Linked DNA regions of Sus scrofa: regions 2, 3 and 4 are each linked to region 1. A link is a contact called in public Hi-C, HiChIP or PLAC-seq and promoter capture Hi-C data. All regions are on one chromosome and are shown on one strand. Each heading gives the region's core, a stretch centred on a gene start, on an enhancer-like site or on the middle of the called end of the contact. The rest is flanking DNA. Distances are from core to core; before and after follow the strand shown. Region 1 holds the start of SPRYD7 (SPRY domain containing 7). Region 2 holds the start of WDFY2 (WD repeat and FYVE domain-containing protein 2). Region 3 holds the start of INTS6 (integrator complex subunit 6). Region 4 overlaps LOC110255806 (a long non-coding RNA gene).

The links. Promoter capture Hi-C pulls out the DNA fragments that hold promoters and counts their contacts. A called contact is a pair of places that touch in the nucleus more often than the background predicts. HiChIP or PLAC-seq counts read pairs in DNA pulled down with a chosen protein or histone mark.
Region 2: a contact with region 1 is called in an H3K27ac HiChIP or PLAC-seq map of alveolar macrophages. The contact joins the promoter of WDFY2 here to the promoter of SPRYD7 in region 1. A contact is called at or near these places in 1 of 5 promoter capture datasets (liver) and 1 of 2 datasets of contacts at active chromatin or transcription factors (alveolar macrophages).
Region 3: a Hi-C map of liver shows a contact between it and region 1, with 9 times the contacts expected there. The contact joins the promoter of INTS6 here to the promoter of SPRYD7 in region 1. A contact is called at or near these places in 1 of 5 promoter capture datasets (fetal liver) and 1 of 47 Hi-C or Micro-C datasets (liver).
Region 4: a contact with region 1 is called in a promoter capture Hi-C map of fetal liver, with 5 times the contacts expected there. The contact joins the enhancer-like site here to the promoter of SPRYD7 in region 1. A contact is called at or near these places in 3 of 5 promoter capture datasets (fetal liver, fetal skeletal muscle and liver) and 14 of 47 Hi-C or Micro-C datasets (embryonic fibroblasts, epiblast stem cells, fetal heart ventricle and 10 more).

The regions. Positions count from the first base shown.
Region 1 is chr11:17,847,061-17,851,984 of Sscrofa11.1, forward strand. It overlaps SPRYD7 (SPRY domain containing 7), which reads left to right and starts at 1,951. Exons shown (of 5, transcript NM_001243529.1): 1 at 1,951-2,084. The coding sequence starts at 1,979. TRIM13 (E3 ubiquitin-protein ligase TRIM13) reads right to left here and starts at 2,945. Exons shown (of 4, transcript XR_002336667.1): 1 at 2,349-2,945.
Region 2 is chr11:16,269,485-16,274,408 of Sscrofa11.1, forward strand. WDFY2 (WD repeat and FYVE domain-containing protein 2) reads right to left here and starts at 3,029. Exons shown (of 12, transcript XM_021065301.1): 1 at 2,549-3,029. The coding sequence starts at 2,685.
Region 3 is chr11:16,372,720-16,377,643 of Sscrofa11.1, forward strand. It overlaps INTS6 (integrator complex subunit 6), which reads left to right and starts at 2,557. Exons shown (of 19, transcript XM_021065287.1): 1 at 2,557-3,358; 2 at 3,746-3,823; 3 at 4,636-4,785. The coding sequence starts at 3,248.
Region 4 is chr11:16,745,971-16,750,894 of Sscrofa11.1, forward strand. It overlaps LOC110255806 (a long non-coding RNA gene), which reads left to right. Exons shown (of 3, transcript XR_002336661.1): 1 at 1-3,391. Among named protein-coding and RNA genes, the nearest start is that of FAM124A, 90 kb to the left of the region's middle. Within about 2 kb of position 1,966, at least 18 of the 83 cell types and tissues checked have an H3K27ac peak or open chromatin away from gene starts, as enhancers often do. A contact at or near this core is called in embryonic fibroblasts and fetal liver, where this site is marked.

The DNA.
Region 1 (4,924 bases), core at 701-3,200:
GATTGGCCTGAGCTCCAGTCAAATCCAATACACTTACATTTATTATATATTTAACACACGTATTACTTTTATAATGTTTGTGAATAAAATATTTTACCTTATAACAACAAATTTTATTTTACTTTATTGCTTATACATGAGTTATGGAAGTTTATGGTTAATTTGGAGATTAACAAAACATACAGAAATTAAGTACAAATCTGTATTTTGAACTAAGAGCACATTTAAAAGGATTATAGCATTAATTGCAAGAGTTAGAACTTTAGAATTTGAGAAGCAGCATGATCTGGTGGAGCAAATACAGACTCCGTCAGAGTCATGGGTTTTGAATCCTACCTTGTTTATTTCCTAGTCATTTGAGGCTACACAAATTATTTAATCCCTTCAAGCCCATCTCTTCACTTACACAGGGACAATATTTACTCTCAAACTTTTCAAGAATTCGGTGAGTGTGTGTAAGAAAGAGTGCCTACCTCACAGATATGCAGAAAATTTTTGTCTCTGCAACATTCAACTCCCCACTCCTTCCCAAAGGGAAAAACTAGGACACTAACACTTCTCCAAATGGTCAAGTTTTTCAGCAAAAGAAAATTTCATGTGTAAAATGATCACCAGGAAAGTACTTTATAGGCAGTGAGGGCTTCAGCAATCACCTCTGGTATTAATCCTATGATAAATAAACCTCAAAGTACAAATCTTTGAGATTTTCATAAGTATTGTAATGAAAACACCGTTTGTATAAACATCCAAGAAACTCAGGACCTTGAAAAAAAATTCTCCCATTCTGAAGGGAAAAATTCACCATAAAAGATATTTGTCACTAAGAAGTTATGTCGAAGAACCCATTACATACTGAGGGGGCATTTTGCGTCAGGTCTCCCAGGGCTTGAATCCTGGGGAAGTCTTCAGATGGAACCTTATTTGACAACAGAGGTTTAAGCCAGATTAATTCTAGAGGTCGTCCCAGACTTTCTCCAGGCGACAAGTGGTATCTGAAGATGGAAAATGGATCAGGATGCGGATGATCTAAGTAGTGCACCAGATGACTGGTGCTCCCAAACGGGAGGCTCCTACATGGAAACAGGAAACAACAGGCTGTAGGAACTCAGTCCTTCCCCTGAACCGCTGACTCAGGGGTTCCCATTACACTCATTAGAACCCATTATCCATGCCGCTGAATTTGGAAGAGACAGGTCAAGAATCGCCCTCCAGCCCTGCCCCAGGGAGTCCCCTCCCGGGGTGGCCTCCAGTACGCCCCTCAACGGGAAACTCGTCTCTGCACCTAAAATGCAGCAGGGGAGTCGACTCAAGAGCCCTGGATGCATAGCCACTGTGCAATTACTAACAGCCATTACTCCTGGGCCCTGTGCGTCTGTTCATGATTTGAGAAAATTCTCCAGAAACCAGCCACGGCGGGGGGCGGTGAGAGGGGGCCAGAGGCTCTTCGCGAAGGCGAAGTTCTCTCAGTCCTGGGCGTGGAGGGAGGACATCTTCGGGCTGTTTTAAATCAGCTCCCACTCCCCCAGGCAAATTTGCCACTGCCAACTAATGCCTAAAATAATGTCGAAGTGGGGGGCAGTTTTTAAACTACAGCATCCAAGGACACCTGAGCTAAATGAGAACGCAAGTCAGCTCGAGCCCGGGTCAGTACAGAAATACCTACATAAGCGGGGCGGCACAAAAGGGAAAAACCTTTCCGCGCAGGCGCACGCGGTTCACCGCCCGGCCGCCACGCCCTCTGCCCCGCCCCGCCCCCAGCCCCGCCCGCCGGCCGATCCTCGGTATCTTCCGCCCAGGCAGGCTTCGCCTCAGACTGCGCTGCACCCTCCCCGCCAGGGGCGTCGCTGTACCAGCCTCTGCGCCCCACAGACTCCCTCCGGCGCTCGGGCGGGGGCAGGAGGCGGAGCGGAGGGGTAGGGGCGGGAGTCGCCGCGGTCTAGGGGCGGTGGGTCGCGGTGTCGTCGGCGGTCCCTGAGACATGGCCTCCTCGGTGTTCTGCTGCCTGCGGTGCTGCAGAGATGGCGGGACGGGCCACATCCCTCTGAAAGAGATGCCGGCCGTGCAGCTGGACACGCAACACATGGGTAAGGGCCCTCCCTTCCCGTGACCCAACGGCCCACCCCGAGTCGGGCGGTGCGGGTCGGGGTCAGTCGGGGGTCGCGAGCACCACGCGCGGCCGGGCCCCGCCGGGCCCCGCCCCCTGCCCTCGCCCTGCGACGCTGCCCTCGGCCGGGTCTGGCGGATCTCCTCCAGACACAGGCCGCCTCCACTTCGGCCCGGTTCTGTGTTCAAGGCTACGCAGTGTTGTCTGCCCTCGCCTAGTGGAGATGGTGTGTGGGTGGACCTACCCGTTCTCACCGGAATCTCCTCCGAGCTGTCGCATCCTGAGACTCGGCACAAGTTCCCAGGCGTGGGGAGCGATAGTACTGTGGTGCCCCTCCTACGGTGTCCCACGGGCGAGCTCCAGTCAAATCCAATACATTTTCAGAATGCTTTAGCTGATTTCGGCTCCTTCTGCCCAGGCAGCTTTCTCTTAGCCCATCATTTATCGGTTGTTTTATTGAAAATTATTTTCCTCTCACCTACTAATGTCAAAACAGGGCAAGTTGCAGAAGCTTCAAGTCACAGCTCATGTCAGACCGTGTCACTTCAACTAAAACCTCCCATTGTCTGACTCCTCCTTAGTCACGCTTAGCGGTGTTGTAATTTCATCTGACTGGTCTGTTGCCAACAATTCAGGCTGTTGCAAAAATAAAACAGCACTTTGCTTCTTCTCATGTATGTTTTTCCTTCCAATTTCGCATGAACATATAGCTTCTCTCACATTCTTCCTCTCCCCTCTGTAGCCTCTTTCACAACCTTATTATTGTTTCTGTTCTTAGACTGTCCCATGTAGTTTCATGTTTCTGGAGTATGGTTCTAGAAGGAGAGATTCCCACTAAGTATTTCAGAGTACTATCTTTTTGTGGATTATTCTCTTCTAAATATATATATATGCACTTTCAGTTTTTCCCACATTTCTCTTTGGCTAAAGGACAGTACATTAAAGTAAGAAAGGGATTTCTTAATATTTATAGCAAAACCCTCTCCTGCCTAGATTCTTTATAATTCTAGAGACACTCTTCCCATTATATTTCTATAGCATGAACTAAACCACAAATGTAATTATATACTGCTTTTTATTGGGGTATTTAATTTAATTTTTTTTTTTTTTTTTTGTCTTTTTGTAGGGCCGCACCTGAAGCATATGGAGGTTCCCAGGCTAGGGGTCTAATCAGAGCTGTAGCTGCTGGCCTATGCCTCAGCCACAGCAATGCAGGTTCTGAGCCCCATTTGTGACCTATACCACAGCTCACCGCCATGTGGGATCCTTAACCCACTGAGCAAGGCCAGGGATCAAACCTGAAACCTCATGGTTCCTAGTCAGATTCGTTTCCACTGCCCCACGATGGAAACTCCAGGGGTGTTTAATTTTAATCCTTATGTCTCCTAAATTTAATGCAGCAGCGTAATACATAAATACATGTAAATGTATGTGTATATCTCTTTAAATTATTACTTATTCATCATCGTTTATAGACAGATGTTCAAATCCTATAATTTCCCTGAGAAAATGTTTCCATTCCATTTATTCATTCGCTCAACTGATATTTATTGGATGACTCTCAGATGGCAGGCATTGTTTTAGATGCTGGCAACACGCATAGTTCCTGGAGCTTATGATCAGCTTTAGTTCTTTTCTGTCTCTACTGCCAAAATCCTGAATTACTACAATCTACTCTGTAAAGTATTCCTTTTCTCTGGTCTCTTCTACAAAGAGCTGGTCACTTGTGCTTGTTCCACTATGTTCTCCTTTTCCAAAGCTGCATAGCGTCTTTCAGTAATGTCATTTCCCAGTTTTCTACCTGCGTGGAAACTTTTTCTTATCCTGTCTTCTGGTGAATTCAAATTCTTCAATCACAGAAGCAACCTGATTTTAGAAAATAATAGGAGAGGCTTATCAAGCTAGGAATAGTTTAAAGCATGCATTGATCTTAAGTTGATATATGAGGAGCACACTTAGTGAATATGCATGTGCTTGGATATGTGAAACTTTATTTAGATAACTTAAGGAGTGTAGTTGCCTTTAGATTTAAGAAAATAGTCTGGGAGTTCCCATCGTGGCGCAGTGGTTAACGAATCCGACTAGGAACCATGAGGTTGCGGGTTCGGTCCCTGCCCTTGCTCGGTGGGTTAACGATCCAGCGTTGCCGTGAGCTGTGGTGTAGGTTGCAGACGCGGCTCGGATCCCGCGTTGCTGTGGCTCTGGCGTAGGCCGGTGGCTACAGCTCCGATTCGACCCCTAGCCTGGGAACCTCCATATGCCGCAGGAGCGGCCCAAGAAATAGCAACAACAACAACAACCAAGAGACAAAAGACAAAAAAAAAAAGAAAGAAAGAAAGAAAGAAAATGTCTGTTTTCCAAGTTCATATCCAAACATAGCTTGTCTCTTTCAAAGTTATCACTTACTTTGGTGATGCTGCATCACTTAAAACCATTTGGAATTCCTCTTGAGATTTTCTGGGCACTAGTTTTTGTAAATACCTTCTTTTTCACCATAACCTCAATGTTTAATTGTGAATTGACTTTTTAGAAATGAATATCTTCCAAGGTAGCTGCTTTGAAAGGGATGCCATTAATTTGGGAATGTCTAATGTTTCTTAAAAAATACACTTTGGCTATGTTTATGTATGTCCTGGCTATACTCAAATTCGCCTTGACTTTCTTTTTTTTCCTTTTTTGCTATTTCTTGGTCCGCTCCCACGGCATATGGAGGTTCCCAGGCTAGGGGTTGAATCGGAGCTGTAGCCACCGGCCTATGCCAGAGCCACAGCAACGCTGGACCCGAGCCACGTCTGCAGTCTACACCACAGCTCATGGCTA
Region 2 (4,924 bases), core at 1,779-4,278, 1.6 Mb before region 1:
GGCCATATGGATATTACAATGAGTAAGACGCACCTAGCACCTTAGGGAATTCATGGAGAAGATAAATAGACAACAATTATCTACAACACTGATTAAGACAGAAAAAAATGCCAAGCGTTTTCAAAGGCATAAATAAAGACTACTGGGAATCAGAGGTCAAAAAGGAAAACCAAGGTTTCAAAAGAACTTACAGGACACTGCCAGTCAGGAATGGGACATTATTTTGTGGTTTAACCTTACAGTTCAGTTATGGAAACTACTAGTTTCTAGCTGAAATGGTTAATGGAAATGGGTTAGTAGGTTCTGATGAAAATCAATATTCTATCTTCATCATTATGTCAAGTGATAGTGACACTGGATTTTTAAAAAGCAAAAACACATATCAATTCTTTTAACGGAAACCGTAATCGAAACGGAGCTCTAAATAACAGTTTTTTTTCATGTGTGACTGTATGTATGACCTACACAGACAGACGTGTTGACTTGAGTAATAATAAAGTATACATAAAGAATAATCCTGGACTTATTTAACAGTAACTGCACAATAAAATGTTTTCTATTACTTACATTGAAAACTAGGAAAGTGAAAATTAAGCATAATATATAGCTAAACATTGCATTTCTTTTGTCCTATAATCAAATGAAACATCTCTCAGTTTCTTTCATATATGCTACTGCAGCTTCTCCAAATACTCTGAAATGAGCTCCACCAAAGCTGTTTTTCAGGATAAACACAGTGAATTGGGAAGTAGAAGACTTAGGAGCGAGGCCTGGACCACACCACCAGCTACACAAACTTGGGCAGGTAAATTCCCTGACCTAAATTTCTCATCCATAAAACGAAGCTGTTACAGCAAATAACTTCCAAAATCCCTCTGAACTCTTTAAAAATATATGTGAAAACTAATCTCTACCCCCAAACCATCAACCAAAGCAGAAAGTTTCTAAAGTAGTCTTAAAAGAGCTTAGGTTTACCTACTTTGCTTCCTCTCGTACTTAATTTAACAAACTTACTTATGAATTTCCTATAGCAGTTAGGTTGAGCAGTTTCATCTCTACTAGTTACAGGAACAGTGATATCTATCAATACACTCTTTAAACACACACACACACAATTCTGTGACAAAGACTTTCTAGTAGGTCCAGAAGCAACCTCTTTAAGTAGAATTTTGTCTCCATGGAAAAATTCAACACTCAGGAGCCTTCTCTGTGAATTTCAAAGGGTGTCTACATCCATGTATTCCACCGCATCGGTGAATTTCTAGTCCTTGGCAGACTGCTTGCCAGTGGTGTATGTTTACAATGCTTTCCACTGGATCTGCATAAGAAGTGAATCAGGCACCATTTGGCCATTTGTATGAAGGGTGAGGTAGACAAAAATATTATTAATATATTCATCCTAGTTATACTGATGAACCTATGATATGAGCAGACCTATCAGGCACATTCTGCACATCTGTATGCAAACTGATGAAATTATAAAGACAATAATGAACACTTTGTCGCTTTACCTCTGCCTGCAATTTTACAAGTCACTAAAAAAAAATATTTTCTACCTCAGTATAAATCAAACTTACATTAAGAAAGCCTAACTACTATTTTAAGGTTAAAGCCCCTTGTCATATACCTCTACAATGTGACATTTTTTAGAATTTAGATTTTAGAATTCAGAATTTTAGAATTTTTTTAGAATGCTAGTTGATATTATCAAAGCAACAATTCCAGATCAGAACCTTAACTACTATATTCCAGCATCATTCCTCTGGAAACTAGCTTCATCTGTGTAATATCTGCATTATTAAAGGACATTAAGTTAAAGCAAAAACGCAGTCTGAAAAACAAGGGAGAATACTAAAGGCAGAACAACTGGCTCCACTTCTGCAAATTAAGCAAAATTAGGCAAATGAAAGGAAGCAAGCAAAGGGAAGGAACTCGAAAGCTATTTGCAGCAGTGGTTCCCTGAAAGTTCTAGGAGCTTCCCCTTGAGCTTGAAGAGATAAGGGAGGACAAAGCAGAAAAGGTACCTCTCCCTTTGGGCGGAAGCCCAAATACTCTTCAGAACTTACAGCATTCATTGAATTCAGTGTAAGATGTCTGGCAGAAGGGAGTGGCGCTTGCTTTCCTCACTCTAGAGCCTTAAGAACTGCACCAGAGTTCTCAAAAACCCTTATCTCGCAGAAGCTGCTCGGAGCATCCTCCCCACGCACACACCTGCAGGACCGGGCAGCTCCTCCCTCTCCCATCCTCAGGGCTGGACCAAGGTCCAGTGGCCAGAGCACCGTTAGTCCAAGGGCCGCCCTGGCCCGGGCAGGCGCCACTCGGCCCCGGCAAGGCCAGACAACACGCCGCTGTCCGGGCTCCGCTACCGCGAGCCGCGCAGCGGCGGCGAGACGCCGATGGACACCGGCACCACCAGGATGCATATTATAATAAAAACTTGGGAGAGCGCTCTACACTCGCGCCGACGTGGAGGCACAGCCCTCGAAGCGGGCTCGGGTCGGCCGGCCCGTCCCGCCCCTCCTCTCGACCAAGAGACAGAGGTTCGTACCTGTCCTCTGAGACGCTGATGACGCCCTCCTCCTTGGGCACGATCACGGCCATATTCACCACCTCCTGGGACCCCTCGACCCGCTGCAGCAGGATCGGCTTGCGGGTCAGCGGCTTGGGCTGAATCTCTGCCGCCATCGGAGGAGGGGGCGCGCCGTGGGCGCCGCCGCCAACCGCGCCGCGGGACTGGGCTGAAGAGAACGCTCGGGTACGGACACAGGGTGAGACACCGACTCTGGGTAGCCGGAGCGGGACGCCGGGGACCCACGATCATAGCCTGGCCGCCGCTCCCGGGAACGACTCCGCGCTCCCGGCTTCGGGCACCGAAACCGCCACGACCGGCGCTGCAACCCGGCGCCACCACTGGCGGAGGGGGCGGAGATTTGGGGGGCGGGCCTTAGGGGCGGGGCCTGCTCAGGAGGTGGCCGCTGGTGGGCGCGAGGGCGGCTACACTTCCGGAAGGGTGGTGGTGGAGGAGGAGGAGAAACTGAAAAGGGAGGCGGGGCGCTAGCGGCCCAGTGCGCGTGCGTCAACCCACCAGCCCATTTCCGCTCCTCCCCTCCGCCCTTCTCGAAGCCTTGCGGCACCGCCTCCAGGACGCATGCGCTTTCCGTGCTCTGCGGCCTCCTCGCCACCTTCCACACCCACACCCAGTCCCCTCCCTCTTTAATCTCCCGTGAACGCGCTTGCCAGTGGGTCCGCCCACTTCGAAATCCCTGAAAAGGGGGCGGGGGTGGGGCGGGGAAAAGCGCGCCTGGGCGAGGCCGGAAAGAGAAGAAGCCTGCAGGAAGGAAAGGAGCTGAGCTGGTTGGGACGTAACTAGGCATGCGTACGAGTTACCTCTCCTGCGCGGCCTTAACGAAGCGGGGTTTACAGCTCTCGGTATGCCCCAGCCCAGGGCCACAGAGTTGGATTCCTGGGCGTTGTAGTGGTTACGAGCCTTTTCTTCCTTGTTCTGGAATCGCCCACTTGTCACTGCTCCTGGCCTGGGGAGCCCAGCTGGCTCCCTGGCTATTGACCAAGTCACGGCCAGGACTGGCCTCTAAGACAAGGAACTGAAGGGCAGCCTTCAGCGGGGCAGATGATCGCTACGCCCCTACCACTGCCCCCGATAGTGGAGCGCCGGAAGTGGGGAAAGAAGAAAATCTCACACTGAGGGAGCTTAGAGATGATCTGTAGTGGCAACCTCAACGTTTTCTTAGATGACGAAGTTACTAGTCCAGGTTTACCATAGCTTCATGGTAGGGCTATAGCACCCCCAAACATGAACTCAGGCCCGCCCAATGCTGGTTCTGACTTCCTCCCGTTGCTCGGTAATCCAGCCTTTCTTGCTTGCTCCAGAGACAATGGGTGGGGTTACTGTGGTTATTGAATGAATGTTAGGTGCCTGGCAGAGGGCCTGGCATATGGGGTCCTTGACTGTGTGATAATCCCACTCGCCCTCCCAGAGTTAACAACCAGCTGAGGAGCAGTCATAGTCTGTGTGGTGTGATTGGGCTGGCAAAGGCAGTGGAGGTGAGGAAAATAATATGCCAGAGCTGGACAAAGAATGAGACAGGCCTTGCAGAAATGCATTTTATTAGGCAGGTTTTTGGCAGCCAAGGGGGTAGACTGCAAAGGGCCTGTCTCAAAGCACAGAGCACAGTTCTTTACCACTTCCTGTCTCCATAGACATTCTGTAAGGCCCTTGAAAGGGAGATTGAGGTATTTTCCAGCTTTGCAACCTAGAACAAGGTATTCCATTTCTCTGAGCCTCCAGCTCCCTGTCCAGTAAGTGGAGTATAATAACACGAATAACAGATTTGAAGTGCCTTCATACATAATAGCTGCCAGGAATTAGGACATGGACATATTTGGGGGGACATTCTTCAGCCTCCCACAGTGGTTTTAAATACCATCCATATGCTCCTGACTCCCATATTATCTCTCCCCTGACCATATTTCCAAACACCAGACTCATATATCTCATACTACTCCGCTTTGTCACGTAAGCATGAATAGGTGTTCCAGACATTCCCAAACAGTATCTTTAAATCTACTGCATCATTCACCCAGTTGTTCAAACCTAAGTTCCTGGGAGTCATCCCTGATTCTTCTCTTTTCTTCACAATTCCTGTCCAAACCATTAACCAGTCCTATCAGCTCCACCTCCAAAGTATGTTTTGAACTTTCCCACTTATATCATCAGCCCCAGTTCAAGTCGTCATAATCTCTGGCCTCTACTACCACGGTAGCCTAAGTGCTTTCTCTGTTTCTTCTCTTGAACCCGTATACAATCCGTTTTTATCACAGCAGCCGGAGGGATTTTGTTTTAACAATAAAAACCAGATCAGTTGCTCTCTGCTTAAAATGCATCCATGGCGTACCATTGCACTTG
Region 3 (4,924 bases), core at 1,307-3,806, 1.5 Mb before region 1:
TCTTTGCATCTAATCCTGGCTGTACCATACACCTCCATTTTTGACTTAGGGCCACAATCTGCCAGTTCCACGGAGTCAGGGAAGAATGACCATGATGGCTCCATTGGAAATGATTTCAAATCTCTGCAATAGGTAAGGTCATTATTAATGCATGCTCATCTACTTCATTCGTCTAGTTTGATTCCCTTCCAACACTGCTTTGTACTCAGCACTGTAACTAAAAACTCTAATTTATATGGAATAAAGGCCCTCTACCATCTAGACCTGACTTTCTGGATCTTATTCTATTCTTCATGTACCTGGTGCTCCAGCCTAGCTGAACTTGATTGTTCCCCAGGAAGCCATTAGCCATGCTGTGCTAACTTCCTTTCTTTACTACATTTTCAATGTCTAGAAGGATTTTTAAATAGCAGCTTCTTTTCCTTTACCCACAAATCCAAATCCTACCAGTCTTTTAAAGCAGTGTTTCTCAAACCTGTAACATAAAAGAAATTCTTACAATTCTAGAGAATATATTTTCTGACAGGCAAGGGTCTAGAGACCACAGTTTGAAAAGCACTGATAGATGAAGCTAGAGAAACCTGAAGACCAATTCTATGAAAATCTCTTTCAGTTGCAAATTATCACTTTTTTTTTTTTTTTTTTTTTTGGCAGTGCCCCTGGCACGCACAGGTTCCCAGGCCAGGGATCAAACCCTGTGCTGCAGCTATAACCAGAGCTATAGCAGTGACTCTGGGTCCTTAACCCATTGAGCCATGAGGGAATGCTGCAAACTATCACTTTTAAGAGTATTTTTCTTTATAAATAATAAAACAATTTGTACGTTGTCATTAAAGTGAAAACTAAAATTTTAGGTATCAAAGAACTCTAATTGTTATCTCCAGGTCTAGGATCCCAGTTTGAGAAACACTTCTGTAAGGCACCACTTAAACACACTGACCCTGGAAAATGTTCTTTCATTACTCCAGGGAAATAAAATTTCCTCTTTTCTGAATTATTTAGTATCTAATCACTTTCTGCCCTGGAGTAGCTAATAACATGTAGGCAATATTTTTTTTCTAGAAAAACCATAAGCTCTTTGAAGGCAGGAACAATACTTTAATCATTTTTTAACTCCACCAGTCCTTAGCAAATATTGGATATAAGGTCTGTATTCCATCTTATTTCATAGTCCAAATCTCTTAAAAAGGTTTCACTCTTCTGTGGTACACATGCACAGAACAAACCCTACTATATTACGGAAATAGCTCTACTATAAATTTTAAAAAGTTCAGAAGTTGTCTTAAATATTAGGGAAAGTCCAAGTTATAAAATTCAAAAATTTTAAAAGTGCCACAAAATATGTCTGCTCTGTGTTCATAGTAACAGGAACAATTTTTTTGAATGACTAGTAGGTAAATAATTAAAATTTCAGGATAAACAAAAAAATCAAAATGCAAGGTTAGTAGGAGAGGCCTTCTTAATTTCTACATGGTATTATAAAGATCATATGTCCCTAATTCAACTTTTATTGAATGTCCTCAAGTTTTCAACAAGTATATTTGAGGAAACTTCCTCGGACACTTTGGCGAGGATTCATTAAGTCATCAGGAATGCTAACAGGGGCTGGTTTTTACAGAGAAAAGTCTTCTCTCATGTAGTATTTAGATGAGTCTGAGATAGCACATAGTGAAAGCAAAGAGCACTGGAGGAATCCACTCTGTGTGTCACCTAGGCAAGCTGAAGTCAGTTCATTTAAAAATAAGTAATGGATTATGGTTTACTAAGGTCTCTTTTAGATGGCCCTAAGTAAAAATGGCTTGAGAGAGGTTATTTCTTTGGGCAGGACGGTTTATTTTTCCCCGAGTATAAAAAGGGCAATAAACTCTGTATCGATATTTGAGTCTTCCTACCGCCTGCCCTTTTTAGGGCTGAGTTAAGAAAAAACGGGTTGTTCCCTTTTTGGTGGGTCCTTCTACAAGAGGGCTCCTGGCCAGGTCCGGCCCCCACCCTCGATAACTGCCCAAGGCCAAGCGACACTGGGGGCGAAGCTGGCCCCACGTCCCCACTCCCCAGTGGGAGCGGTGTGACTTGCGAAGGAGATTAGTCCCTGGTCATAAACAACCTCTCACTTCCCCTCCCCCGCCCCGGGCCCGCCCGCGCTGGGGCCGGCCCTCCGAGGCCCATGGAACCTCCTCCGACGACCGCGGGCCTGCTCCCGACTCCTAACCAGGCGTTTGATTGCTTTACTCATCCCCTCCTCATTCGCGCACCCGGGAAGGGGCTCGCTACAGCGACCTCCAGATGGGCGCTCAGACCAGTCTCCATCTCCCTTTCCCCGACCCCTATCACCTCCAACAGCCAAGGAGAGGCCGCCAGCCCTGATGCGCAGACGCACAGCGGCAGCCGCCTAGAGCGCGCTGACGCGGCCCCCGCCCTGATCCCGCGGTCCTTCCGCGGTCCATCCCCGCCCCTTCCCGGAGCCCGCCTCCGCGTCACCGGCCCTCCTGCTCGCCTCTCGCGCTCGCTCTCGCGCGCACCCGACGCCCCGCCTCCGCGCGTGCTCCGTAACTGTTCCCGGAGCCGGCCTCCAAGCTTCCCCCGCCCCTGGGCTGTTTGAATATGCTAATAAGAAGCTAGGGACCAGCCAATAGAACAGTGGGGCGGTGCATCACGTGGCTCGAGGACGTGTCAGAAGGCGGAGCTTCTGCAGCCCCTGCCCGAGTTAAAACCGGAGTGTGAGAGAGAAAAGCGCTTCAGTAGCGAGAGGGGCTGAGAAAGTGGTGACACCGCCGGGGTGCGGAGGGAGTCCCTGAAACTTCTCCCAACAGCCCCAGGGCCAATCTCCCCTCAGCCCACTCCCCTCGTCGCCAGCTCCCAGGTCCCCACTCCCTGCACCGGGGGTGGGGTAGGGAGCCAGGCCCGTCTCCCGCTGGGACACACACAGGGGCCGGGAGCGGGGACGGGACCCCCGAGGCGGGGGGGACGCACCGACAGACAGACGGCCGGGCGCCCGCCCCTGCGGGCAGGCAGGCAGGAGGAGGCGGAGGCGGGGGTACGAAGGGGAGGACTGGGTCTGGGGAGTTTCCTCTCAACTATCGGGGGAGAAACTCCCCGCAGCCGGAGGAAAGACCCAGACGGTGTTTTCCTCCCGGGGGCCGCGCTCCCCCGCCCCGCGTAGCGGCGGTCGCCGCCGCCGCCACCGGCGCCTCCACCTCTATCATCTCTTTCTCCACCACCTCGGGCCCCGGTGTCCCCGGCCAGCACTATGCCCATCTTACTGTTCCTGATAGACACGTCTGCCTCTATGAACCAGCGCAGCCATCTGGGCACCACCTACCTGGACACGGCCAAAGGCGCGGTAGAGACCTTCATGAAGGTACCGACTGACCGAGCCCGGGCGGCGACCCCGGCCCGGCGGCCCGCGGGCGGCAGGGGTGGGGGAGGGCGGCCGGGGGCGGCGAGGCGGAGGTGTCGGGGACCTGACTGCGGGAGCTGCCGGGCTCGGGGACCCCCTCCCCCACCGCGCGGGCGGGCGGGCAGGCGCTGCGAGCCGGGCTCGGCCCGGGCCCGGGCTCCGGCCCCGGGCGGTGTGTGGGGGCCGATCTGTGTGTGTAGGGCGGCGTGGAGGGGTGGCCGCGGCGTGTGCGGTACTGTGGGGGGCGGCGGGGCCGCTGGCTCCCCTTCTCCGCCTGGTAACCTCGCCTCTGTGCTTCTCTCTCGCCCGCCCTGTTCCACCTCCCGTCCCCCACCCGCTCTCCCGCAGCTCCGTGCCCGGGACCCTGCCAGCAGAGGAGACAGGTATATGCTGGTCACTTTCGAAGAGCCGCCCTATGCTATCAAGGTAACAGCCCTCGCCCTCCCCCTTCCCTTCCCTGTTCCTTCCTCTCTCGCCCTCCCCGCCCCCCCATTCACCCTTCATTATGCTCCCCTCCCCCACCCGCTGTGCTCCAGGCGCTGAGGTCCTTTCCCCTGCGGGCTCCCACCCCCTCCCCCGCTCCGGAGCGTCCTGGCGCGGCGCGGAGTCGCCGGGCCACCGCCGTCCCCTCCCCAGCCCGACCCAGCGGCGGCGGCGGCGGCGGCGGCGGCGGCGCTGCGATCAACATGGCCGACATTTCCCCTCCGCGGCGTGAGCGGCAGCAATGAACTGTGGGGGATATTTATTCAAGTTAGCCCGAGTGACAGCCGGGCCCGGCAGCGCCGAGCCCGGGTTTGCATTAAAGGGGAATCGGCCCGAGGCTCGGGCGGGCCGGCGGGGCGGGGGCGGGGGGCTGCGGGACCGGGTGTCCGGATTCTCCCCGAGAGGGCCTCGGGCGGGTGGGACAGCTCTAGGGGAACTTCAGAAGTCCCGCTCACTTTTGCTTTCCACCAGTACCTTCGCTTCCCCGAGTATTGGGTATTAGGTTGGGGAGTACATTTCCTGGGGAAGTTACAAACTATGAAGACTGGTAGCGAGGGAAAGCTGTAGAGCCAGCAGGTTTATTCTTGGCCACCTTTGGAAGAGACTTTCCTCGGCACTGATACGGTATTGACACGTTACCCAAAACCATACAGTACAGTGGAGCAGCTACTTGGTGAACGGCAGATTGTAACGGCCGTCCATGTATACAGGGCTTAAAAGATGGGAAAAAAAAATTCTTACATTTTTCTTTTCAGGCCGGATGGAAAGAAAACCATGCAACGTTTATGAATGAACTGAAAAACCTTCAGGCTGAAGGACTTACGACTCTTGGCCAATCCCTAAGGACAGCTTTTGATTTATTAAATTTAAATAGATTAGTAACTGGCATAGACAACTATGGGCAGGTAGGTTGTATATTAAGGTGGAAAAACAGTTGATTTTTAAAAGATTTTTTTTGGTTGGAAAAGCAATCCAGTCCAAAAAGTATAAAACATGAAATACAACTCTAAAACATTTCAGATTAAAATACAATATGTACATTAT
Region 4 (4,924 bases), core at 716-3,215, 1.1 Mb before region 1:
CTTGGCCCCTGGGACTGTATTGACACATCTCTCAGATGCACGCCCATCAGTTTCTCTCTTCTGTGGCTCTTTGCCTCTTTGAAAGCCCAGTGCATACTAGCTGATTCCCTTAGCCCGGGAAATACATGCTGTTTTCATTTTGGCAGAGTTTTCAAAGCTGGAGCCAAAAGTGATGAGAATTTCAGGTACTGGGCAGGCCCCTGGTGGGGGACATTTTTTATTCAAAGGGTCTCTGGGAGGCTAGGGGTTTGGCCACATCCCTCTTGGTGGCCCTGGTAGGGAGCCGAGGTAGCCTGGGGCTCCCACCCAGAGTATGGCCACTATGGTCCCAGGAGTTCAAAAGCAAGCAAATAAAACTAGTAGCAGTTGGGTTTTATCAGAGAAAGTTTTCTTTCCAGATACTGGATCCTGGCACATACCCCCCCATTTCTTTCCTCAATCTATAGAGACGGACCCCAGGAACCTTCCTCTGAGACTCCTGCCCCCCTCGTCACATGAGGTTCTCACTGCACATCGGACACAGACCACAAGAGACGAAAGGCTGCCTTGTGGGATCTCAGGATGTATCCTTGACGGCGCCTCGAATGAGGCTGCGTCGTCACAGGCCCACGTCTAACGTGGGGGTGAGCCCCGAACTCTTCATGCACCAAACAGGAGTCAAACGCTCCGAAGCCAGACACGGAAGAGAAACATCCTCTCCAATTCAACTCATATGAAGTTCAAGAGCGAGCAAAACTAATCTCTAGCGCACGTCATGGGAATAGCATTGGTTGGGGGCGGTAGGGTGGGCAGAGAAGGGGCGCAGAGGAACCTTCTGTCGTAATGGAGATGTTCTCTCTTTTCCATGGGGTTACAGAGCTGCAGACCTTTGTCGAAGGTCATGGACCTGCCCACTGAAGATCAAAAGAAGTAGTAGAGAGGGAGTTCCCTGGTGGTCTAATGGTTAGGATTCGGCACTGAAACTGCTGCAGCCCAGGTTCAAACCCTGGTTTGGGGGAACTCATATCCCGCATCAAGCGGCTTCACGCTGCAAGCCCCCCTCCCCAAAAAAGAGGAGGTAGCCGTGAGAAATGGCCCTCAGAACCCAAACCTCAGGAAGGAGGCCCCTCATGGCACGGAAGAGAAGGAGGGAGTTTCCACATACTGCACGTTCTCAGCAGGCTGTCTGCGCAGTGGAAAAACATATAAAACGTCAGCCAATTTTCCAGACAGTTTCAAAATCCAAGGACGTTTGTCTTGGTGCTCACGCGGCCTATGTCTTTTCAAATGTTTACAGAGTATTTACAGAAAGTCGTCCTTTGGGTGGCAGTGGTAATTAGGAAAACTGGCAGCGAAAATTAACACATACCATGAAAGAGAGATAATTGCTCCATTGCCATATACAATATTATTATCAAATGGCATTCACCGAGGAATCCAATTGGTCCCTACCAGCTCAAGCCCTTGTTCTAGGAAAGATCCCCCCTTCCTTGTTACCCCGAGGACGAAGCTGCCACAGCTCGCGAATGAGATGCCATATGGTACTTAACATCAGAATCAAAATGAGCTTGTGCTTTTTGTGCGAGATGCCGAAATTTATTAGAAAATCAGAAAGCCTCATTTCCACCAAGTTCCTGAGACCTGCCATCTGCTGCATGAGAAAGAAAATGGAGATTTTTTTTTTTTTTTAACCATTTACTTATTGTGAAGTGTGAGCGTACGGGTGCGTTTGCAAAAGCAGGGGTGGGGGCCGGTTTGGGGGTGGGGGGTGCTGTAAGAGCGAGCCAGAGCAAGCCCGCTTGGCAGGGGAGAAAGGAGGCTGTCAGCTGAATGGTGGCACAAGGCTTGGGAAGCATAATTATGGAAATCACCTATTCCAGAGCAATTTTTTTTTTTTTTTGCTCCTTCTCCTGAACACATGTTCCTTCCACACAGAAACAGCAGAGAGAGAGGCCGGCTCTCAAGAAGAAGCACAATCTCTGTGTCACAGGGAGTTTCAACAAGCCCCAGCCTCTTGAGTATTAGGTCTGTCCGTGGAAAGGGCAGCGCAAATAAGACGGGAGCTAACAGACGGGGAGCTCAGTGGGTGGGGAGGAAGGAGGGCTTTCTCCAGGGAGATGCTGGGGTTGGGGTGGGGGTGGGGGGCAAGACAGAAGAGGGATCTGATGGGGGCAGCAAAGTAGTGCCCAGTTCACCGTGTCTGGAGATTTTCTCTAAGTGCTGGAGGCTGGGGATGCAAAGACAAAGGCGCTTTGTACTTTCAGAAGGGCTGTCAGCTGTTGGGGAATTCGCGGCGGGGGACCGCCTCTGCCTCCGAGAGATGCTGCCTTGCCCATGAGTCACACCCCTGTGGCGGCCCAGTACCTCCGCAGAGCACTGCAGCCCGGAGGGCTTACCTAACCCCTTGATTTGGAGACAGTGGTTTTACATTAGAGCTGGTATGTCTGTTGGCACAACTGCAGGCAACATTCACTAGACGTGGCTAGTGGCTGGCCTCTGATCCCAGCCCTCGGGAGCTGGGCCTCTAGCAAAGAGGCTTCCAGAGCCTGAAATGGAGCCGAGATGGGGGAGGGGGAGGATAAGGCTTCAAGGCACCAGGGAATTTCGCTTTATAACGTTCTGTAGTCAGGCTCAGGTCCAGACAGGCCTTTCCTGGACTGCCTCCAATAGGGTTAATTGAAGAATTAAAAAGATCTCTCATCTACGAGGCCATCCTCCAGCAGGATCCCAGGGGTGTCCTCGAGGTCAAGTTCAGGTTCTGGGAGTGCTCCAGGGCCTTGACGGGTCTTCGGGGAGCCCAGCCCACACCCTCGGGGCTCGTCGTCTCGGTGCCCTCACGCAGGTCGGTGACCAACAGTCTCTCCCTCGAAAGGAGGAACGACTTGGCCGAAGCCTTCATGGCTCAGGCGTCCTGGCCTCGCACCTGAGCCGATCCAGGGCTGGCAGCTTCCTCCAGAGCCTGTGCCCACCTCAGTGAGGACGAGCTGCGTGGGGGAGGAGCCCAGGGAGTTTCCGCATCTGCCGTGCGAGGCAGGAGGAGGAAGGGCCCGCAAGCCCCAGGGACCGACGTGATGAGGCTGTGCTCGCCCTCCAAGCCTCCTCCCACCGAAGGTAGCGAGGGCCGCCTCCCAGATGCTCAGAGGTCTTCTGGCTCCAGGTCTGCGGGCTCCGTGCGGGTGGCCCCTCCGGGAGACCTTCAGGGTCAGCCTTGGGGATGCGCCTGGTAGCAGGTCCCGAGCCCTCGGCCAGGGTGGGAAGGGCAGCCTTCCTGTTCACTCCCTTGGTGAATGAGGATCGGCTCTGATTTCCCCGGGGGCCGCCCCATCTCTACAGGACAGGCTTCGGCAGATACCTGGGCTTCTCCTGAACCGCTGGGAGCAGACCGGACTGAAGATACCTCGGTGGCAACATGGTAAGCGGCTTTCAGCGTCCTCTGTCCTGACTCCCCTTGGCCCCCATGCCCGGCAGCTACATCATGACAATTATTATCTGAGAACGGCTGTCCTCTCCTGAGCACTTGCTCAGCGCCAAGCGTCTCTTACCTATGAGCCCGTTTAATCCTTGCGACAACCCTGCGAGGAGAGGTCCATTCTCATCACCATTCCCCAGATGAAACAATTAGTAAGACCAGTGAGCTTTGGTGAAGGGCTGGGGTCAAACAGCTGGTAAGATGTGGGGTTGGCCGTCAAACCCTCAGTCTGACTCCAGAACCATTAACCCCAACAACGGTCCTCCAAGAGTGAGCGTTACTCTTTTGTTTATCTTGTGAGTAGACTGAGTTCAGAGAGGTTAGGTAACTTACCCAAAGCCACACAGCTGCAAAGCATAGAGATAGAAACCCCTCTGGCTCTAGAGCCCAAGCCATTTCTCTTAGCCACCCCCCCATCCCAAACTCCATCCCTCCCAACAGATGGGGGGCCCAGAAAGCAGAACTGGATGTGGGCTGTGGAGTCGTCTTTACAGAAGACTTAGCTAAACCTTCCTCTTTTTGGACATTAAGTAGAAACATTGCTTCTTTTGAATGCTGATGTTTCTCTGGGTGCCATAGTTACTCCTCGAGTATCTCCCCAAATCTTTGGGTGCCACCCGCCAAGAAGGGTGCCCACCTGCTTGATGATCTGACTAGTTGCCAGGGCTAGTTCCCAAGTGTTGGAAACCATGGGTGCTGGTGGTCATTCTCACCCGTTGCACCTGGGCCCTCAAAGGTACAAGGAGTGCGCCTCACAGAGCATCTTGTCCATGAGACGTCAATACAAAGACCTAAGACACACTTTGGACAAATTATGCGGAACCAGCCCCTTTTTGCTCTCTCTGGGGCCAGAGGAAGTCCCCCTGATTTCAGTGCCCAGGAAAAAGGTGTGTTTATAACCAGCAGAGGGTGAGGGGCTCTTCTCTGAACCATACACTCGGCTCCCCAGTGATTAGCTACACCACCAGCTTGGGGGGCTGTTGATTGCCAAGGGCTGGACTGACCCTAAGTCATCAAACCCAGTTCCATTACCCTGCGTGGTTATAACCAAGTGGCAGATGGCTGGGTTCCTTTGTCCTGGGTTCCCATTGTCACACAGTAGGAGGCTTAGGCGTGTTGTTTTTCATTGGAACTGGCACTCTTTTTGCAAAGATTTGTAGGGTGAACGGTGGCTGTCTTTGTCAATGTTGGATTGATTTTAACTGCCTTTAAAAGGTACTTAATGATTTTCTTGAGTTTAGACTTGAAGCTTCGATTCTCTTTTATTCAATAAGTATCTATTAAATACATCCTATGTGCCAGGGACTGTCCTGGCACTTTAGTTGAAATAGATAAATTATATCTACTTCCTGATCCCAAGGAGTTTGTAATTTAGCGAAGGGGTGGGGAGAAATAGCATATATGTATGTATCCATGTACACACATGCATTTCCTGTGCTGTGTTGATGGAAAGCTAGCTAGCTAGCTAGGCCTTGT